Linked DNA regions of Mus musculus: region 2 is linked to region 1. Evidence: chromatin contacts called from public ChIA-PET data. All regions are on one chromosome and are shown on one strand. Each heading gives the region's core, a stretch centred on a gene start, on an enhancer-like site or on the middle of the called end of the contact. The rest is flanking DNA. Distances are from core to core; before and after follow the strand shown. Region 1 has its middle 23 kb from the start of Bex6. Region 2 holds the start of Rnf168 (ring finger protein 168).

Evidence for each region. ChIA-PET counts read pairs in DNA pulled down with a chosen protein or histone mark.
Region 2: an RNA polymerase II ChIA-PET map of memory CD8 T cells shows a contact between it and region 1, with 304 read pairs. The contact joins the promoter of Rnf168 here to the enhancer-like site in region 1. A contact is called at or near these places in 3 of 39 promoter capture datasets (embryonic stem cells, macrophages and pre-B cells), 3 of 484 Hi-C or Micro-C datasets (the HPC-7 cell line, large pre-B cells and pre-B cells), 9 of 115 datasets of contacts at active chromatin or transcription factors (the 230-238 cell line, the SCID.adh cell line, cardiomyocytes and 5 more) and 3 of 9 other capture datasets (adipose tissue, liver and pancreatic islet).

What each region holds. Positions count from the first base shown.
Region 1 is chr16:32,201,189-32,204,418 of GRCm38.p6, reverse strand. No RefSeq gene overlaps it. Among named protein-coding and RNA genes, the nearest start is that of Bex6, 23 kb to the right of the region's middle. Within about 2 kb of position 1,613, at least 76 of the 459 cell types and tissues checked have an H3K27ac peak or open chromatin away from gene starts, as enhancers often do. A contact at or near this core is called in the 230-238 cell line, the HPC-7 cell line, the SCID.adh cell line and 2 more, where this site is marked.
Region 2 is chr16:32,275,972-32,279,201 of GRCm38.p6, reverse strand. It overlaps Rnf168 (ring finger protein 168), which reads right to left and starts at 1,741. Exons shown (of 6, transcript NM_027355.2): 1 at 787-1,741. The coding sequence starts at 1,093.

The DNA of each region.
Region 1 (3,230 bases), core at 364-2,863:
TGATTATATATTGTAGGGTAATAGGGTCCTTTTGGAGTGTACAGCTATTTAATTTGTATTTTTGTTTGTTTGTTTGTTTTGAGAAAAGATCTTTCTCTGTAGCCCTGTCTATCCTGAAACTCCTCATGTAGATGTAGATCAGGCTGGCCTTGAACTTTCAGAGCTCTGCCCACCTGTTTGTTGAGTGCTAGGGTTAAAGGCATGTGATACCATACTCGGCTCCTTTACCATGTTCTAGTTCACAGTTCATGTTTAAAGCAGAGTTTATTCTGTCCACTGATTATTTTAAATTACTATATATGTTATGTTTCCAAGATTTCTCATCTACTTCTGATTAAAAGCAAACCAATAAGGGCTGGAGGCATGCCTCAGTTGGTGAAAAGGTGATTGCCTGTGCAGGAAGCCTTGGGCTTGCTCCCCGAACTGCCTTGGTCTTGGTGATGGATACCTCTAATCCCAGAACTTGTGAGTGGAGGCAGGATGATCAGGAGTTCAAGGATAGTTATTCTTGCCTGCATATCAAATCTGAGGCCAGCCTAGGCTATATGAGACCCTATCTTTTAAAAAAAAACTAAACAAAAAATGATTTTATTTTTTGAATATGAGTTATGGTTACATAGTTCAAAATTCAAAAGATACAAAATACAATGAAGAAATTATTGGTTTAAGTAATTTATCTCTTCTGGCCAGGCACAGTGGTGCACACCTGTTAATCCCAGCTCTCTGGAGGCAGAGGCAGGTGGATCTCTGTGAGTCTGAGGCCAGTCTAAGAGTAAATTTCAAGACAACCAGAGCTACACAGAGAAACCTTCTCTCTATATATATCTATATCTATCCATCTCTCTATATACATTTCTGTTATTTCATTTTTGTTCAGTTTTGTTTCATCTCTATATGCACATATACACACACACACAGAGATGCTATTAATAGATTGTTAAGTGTTGGGGTGTGAGTAGGAGAGAACATAGATGCTAGAGTGACAGTGGGGCGAGGAGGGAGAACGTGGGCACTGTGAAAAGGTCAGTTGAACGGGAACAACGGCTGGGAGATGGGGAGGCATGTGAAGCAAGGCTAACATGGAAGGTAATGGCTAAGTCTGGATCTCTGGAATAAGAGGGAAGAAAGGGCCACTGAAGAGCTTGAAAGGTGTTCTCTTAGCCATGTAGTCTTTGCAAACCTCCCTGAGCGTATAACACTGTCTTTGGGGAGGGGAGTTTACTTCAGATGGATCCAGGGCACAAGGCAGACAGTTGAGGCCTTCATGCCTCCCCCTCCAGGTGGCTTTCTGCCCCCATTCGCTCTTGCTCTCCCTCTTTCACAAGCTTGTATATTGATTACTAGCCAGAGGTTTCAGACCTTTTCCAGAACGGATTTATTTTGGTCTCTGGCTATGTTTAAATACTATTTTACTGCCTGCCTGCCTCCTACAGCTCCTGCCTGCATGTGGAAAATGGCGGCCTTCCAGTAGGGGTTGTGTGTGTGTGTGTGGGGGGTCTGACAGGGTTCATCCAGCAGGGGGCAGCAGCAACACATTTGAGGATGGGGTAGGTTGGGGTGCCAGGGGTAATCCGCAGGGAGGAGCTTGCAGGAGGAAACCCCGTGAAGTGACAAAAGCTAACTAGTTCCTCAGTTCCACTTCCCAGTCTAACCCACACCCTGTGGTGAGTTCCGTCCATAGGTCTTCTGCCAAACGCAAGGAAGTCTTCTGAAGGAGGAGGATTGGCTCAATGCCTTTGAGGACCTGGCTTTTTATTCTTTGGTTTTTACCTAATTCATTATAATTTTCGGCCAAGAAAGTTCTAGCTTCTCTCTTGCTGCCCCTCTTCCCTTCTGTGATAGTTTCTTTTCCTCTTGCTATAAAGATGACCTGGCAAAAGCAACCTAAGAGAGAAGGGGTCACAGCAGGGATTTCAAAACCTCGTGAGCTTGAGGGCAGTGGTCACATTCATCCACTGTCGTAGAGACAAGGAATGTGCACATGCTGGTGATCAGCTCGCTTTCTCCTGCCTGGGGAATGATGCTGCCCGCAGTGGGCAGAACTTCCCATTTCCACTAAGGCAATCAAGATCATCCCCCAAAGTCATGTGTGTTTCCCCGGGTGAATTCTGCATTATCAAGTTGACATCATTCACTTTTGATATTTTCTCCATTTTTCCCTGACTGTCAGGGTTATGGATCAATCCATCCATATAATTACCATCCAGTCTCCATGGAACTTAGAGACACAGCATGAACGAGCACGTTTCACCTAGATCCATCATATTTACCTCCAACCACCTGGAAGGCAAGGGCTTCTGTTTCTCATGTCTCCATGCTTCTCATTCACTTGCTGGATCTTTGGTTGACAGGGTAGGAGGGCAAGGACTCTACCTGCAGTCAGGCATGTAGCATTGTACACACATGGATGCCACAGGGAAGTTGCCTGGGAACAGGACATGCGTAGTTGGGTATCAAAACAGAGGTAATGAAGAATTCTGCAAAGATCCCCGGAAAATGTGATTCTAGGACCTTCTGGTTTTTTTCACCAAAACCTACAGGCACAGCACCCTAAATAACCTTTCCACACCAATGTCACAGCAGAGGCTTTGTGGAGAATACGATCTCTCAAGAGAGTGCCTAAGTCACCAGTCTCTTGCATGATTTTACCTGCTGGATTTCAGGGAAGTCACTGGCCCTTTCTGAACCTCAGCCTCTGGTCTGTGAATGAATTGTAACAACACAGTCCCAACCCCTCACATGACTGAGGTACTAGACTAAGGCGCTAATGGAAGATGGTTTCATGTGTAACCATTTCTAGCTAGGCTGTTGTGGTACACGTCCCTATTTCCAGCACACTGGAGGTAGAGGCAGGCAGATTTCTGAGTTCTAGGCCAGCCTGGTCTACAGAATGAATTCCAGGACAGCCAGGGCTACACAGAGAGAATACGCCTCAGGGAGGAGAGAGGGAGGGAGACCTACTTTTAAAACTGGCTCTAGACTGAACCAAAGAGGGACGAGGGACACAGGTTTTAGACCGTTTCTGTAGGGCTCTGTAAAGCTGCCTCTGAACCACCCTGGGAGAATGCGACGGATCTGGGATATAGTCTGTTTACTTGCAATTTCCAGGGAGATTCCATATCGTCTTCTGGTAACGCAGATCGAAGCATGTTTTATAGTGCACATTTCCTTATCATTTGTTGTTTAGCTTTCTGGTGCAGTTGGAGCCTGGGAGTATTTTGAGGGTAAGA
Region 2 (3,230 bases), core at 492-2,991, 75 kb before region 1:
ACAGTAATAGTGATATTCTAAGACAGGGGCTATTTAGCCATGATTCATTGACAGGACAAATCTGCCCCCCCACTTTTTGTTTTTCATAAAGTTTTATGGAAACACAGGCACTATCTTCATTTACAAAGGGTAATGTAAATTAATGTATTGACTACGGTGGCTTTTGTTCTACAGTGGCAGAGCTCACCAAGTGTCTTCAGTAGACTATATAGTCCACAAAAATACTTACCATTCTGCCCTTATAAAGGGCAACCCTCACTAATACTACTACATTATAAAGGACAGGTGTGTAATAGCACACCTGCAACTCCAGTATTTGTGAGGCTAAGGCTATCCCATGCTACACAGTAATAAAACTGTGTCTCAAAACATGTCTAAAAAAATGTTAAAAAAAAAAAAAAAACCCTAATTCACAGCAGATGAACACAACTTGACCATTACTACACGTGATGTAACTCTGTCCTTGACTTTAACTGATGTGTGGGCAGGGCTTATAAAACCACAAATCCTCACGATTCAGACTATTTAGCCTTCTTTTTCTTTTTCTTTAAATTAGAAAATGATGGTTCGAGCCCTGCGATGGTGGCTCATACCTTTAATCCCAGAACTCAGGAAGCAGAGGTAGGTGGATCTCTGGGTTCGAGGCCAGCCTGATCTACATTGTGAGTTCCAGGACAGCCAGGGCAACACAGAGGAACCCTTTCTCGAAAAGCAAAAACAAAAATGGTTCCCTTTCAAAGGGATTTTGGGCCGTTTTACCCAATAAACATGCTTAATTTTACTTACTGATTTCCTTTGATTCTTGTCCAGAGATTCTAAGCTTGCATTCCTTTGCATAGTGTTTTTGAATAATCTCCCACAGGTCTGTATTGACCAGAGAATTTCTTCGGGTATGGTACCGAGTCCACGAAGAGACCCGGCGACGACAGAAGGGACAGCATAGATTGGCCTTTTCAACAGTGGACTGGAAGCATGGGTTACAGAGCGTGTGGTTGCAAGGTAGGGTTACAGGCTCTAGGAGGATTTCCATACAGATCCCGCACTGACATTCGGCTAAGGAAGGGATGGAGGTTTTAGGTGCAGCCATCTTCATATGCTAATGAGACCTACCCAACGTTAAAATCAGAAAGGGACTAAAGTCGTCTTTCGCCTAATCACGCCCAGAACGGAGAAAAGCAGCGAGCCGTTTGGTGTTTACTCTCACACACAGCAGCGGACTGAGATCCAGAAGGCCTGAGTTCCCACGGGCCCGAGACAAGCAGGAGCTGTGATGTCAGGTCAACAGTTATGCCCTGAGTCCAGCAAGGGAATGAAAGAACGTTCCTCCGGGAGTCGGCGGCCTCGGGGCGGAGAGTGGTTCTGTCTCCCCGCGCCACACAAGCGCTCATCCAGCTCCCCTTCTTACGCGGTGAGGACCCGCCTCTACGCGCGAGGCGGCCGGGCTTGCCAGAGCCGGAAGCCCGGGCACCGCCGCTCCCAGAGCACCCGGTACCGCCCGGAATCCGGGCTCGGGCCGCCGCGGGACTTCCGTCTCGCCGTTGCGGTGGAGGCAGCCCTCCAGTGCCCACGCTCCAGCTTCTGGAACACCTCGCGGTACCCCCCGGGTCCCGAGACCCAGCCGCTCGCACCCGCTGTCCTGCCAATCGGTCTACTGGCCGCGGCCGGAGCAGGTACCCGGGCTCCACGGACGTCACAATTCCCCGCCAAAACGGCACGTCTTCCCCCAAGGAACCGCTCAGTCGGGCGGGACTTCCGGGAGCTGCGTCTGCGTTCCCGCCTAGCCTGCTAGTAGCAACTCCTCCCGCTTTTGGTCGCTCGGCTACTGTAGGCTGCAGAATCTTGCTTACTCAAGTAACTCTCTAAACCAAGATCCGAACAGGAATTTTTGTAATTATTCTTTCAGTATTCTTTAGGCTACCCTTCTCCTAACAAAGCTTTCTAAAGTTCTTAGTGCTAAAAGAAGAAATTACAACAAATTTACCTTAAAGATTTTTCTTAGCATTTATTTGCAACACTAGCATTTTATAGAATGAGCAGCAGATATTGGCCTTATAGACAAGTGACGCTCAAGGAGAGCAGCAACAAAGAGTTACACCTGTGGTTTCAAAGAATCCTTGTAAAGGTTAAATAAGGTGGGGGTGATATCCTTATGGTACTGGCTAAAACAGCAATGTAGAGATTTGGCTGTTATTGCTTTCCCTCTTGTTTTGGGGGTGCTTGGCTTGGGCCCTCTACCCCAGACTTTAGCATGAGTAAATGCCTATTGGGTTTGGTATGTGGAGTCTGAAGAACTCAACAAGAGACCCATTTCTATAATCAATCCCAGCATTTGGGAAGTAGTCACAAAAGGATTATTATAAACTAGCCTTGGCTACATAACTGGTTCCAGGTCAACCTGGGCTATATGAGACCCTTCCTCAATTGGTCAGCTGGTTCCCAAAACATTGCAGGCAGAGGCAGGAGGGTCTCTGTGAGGTAGAGATCAGCCTGGTCTATACAGTGAGTTTAGTAAGAGACTCTGTTTCAAAAAGGAAGGAAGGAAGGAAGGAAGGACCTCTGAACTAGGCATGGACACGTGTGTCTTGTAATTGAGGCATTTAGGTAGCAAAGGCAGAGGCAGAAACAGGAGGACCTGGAGTTGGAGTCTGTGATGGTTTGCATATCCTTGGCCCAGGGAATGGGACTATTAGAAGGTGTGGCCCAGTTGGAGTAGGTGAGTCACTATGGGTGTGGGCTTTAAGACCCTCATCCTAGCTGCCTGGAAGCAGTATTCTGCTAGCAGCCTTCAGATGAAAATGTAGAACTCTCAGCTCCTCCTGCACCATGCCTGCCTGGATGTTGCCATGCTCTGGCACCTTGATAATGGATTGAACCTCTCAATTTGTAAGCCAGCCCTGATTAAATATTGTCATAAGAGTTGCCTTGTGGCCAGGCGTGGTGGCACACGCCTTTAATCCCAGCACTCGGGAGGCAGAGGCAGGTGGATTTCTGAGTTCAATCCCAGCCTGGTCTACAAAGTGAGATCCAGGACAGCCAGGGCTATACAGAGAAACCCTGTCTCAGAAAAACCAAACCAAAAAAAGAGAGAGAAAAAAAAGAAAGAGTTGCCTTGGTTATGGTTTCTGTTCCTCAGATCTGTGACAACTTGGCATTTATACTTCTTTCTGTGTCACAGTCCACTGAGGTCTTCAGCTTCCTTTCTAACGACTTAAGGCCCACAAGCTTGGCAG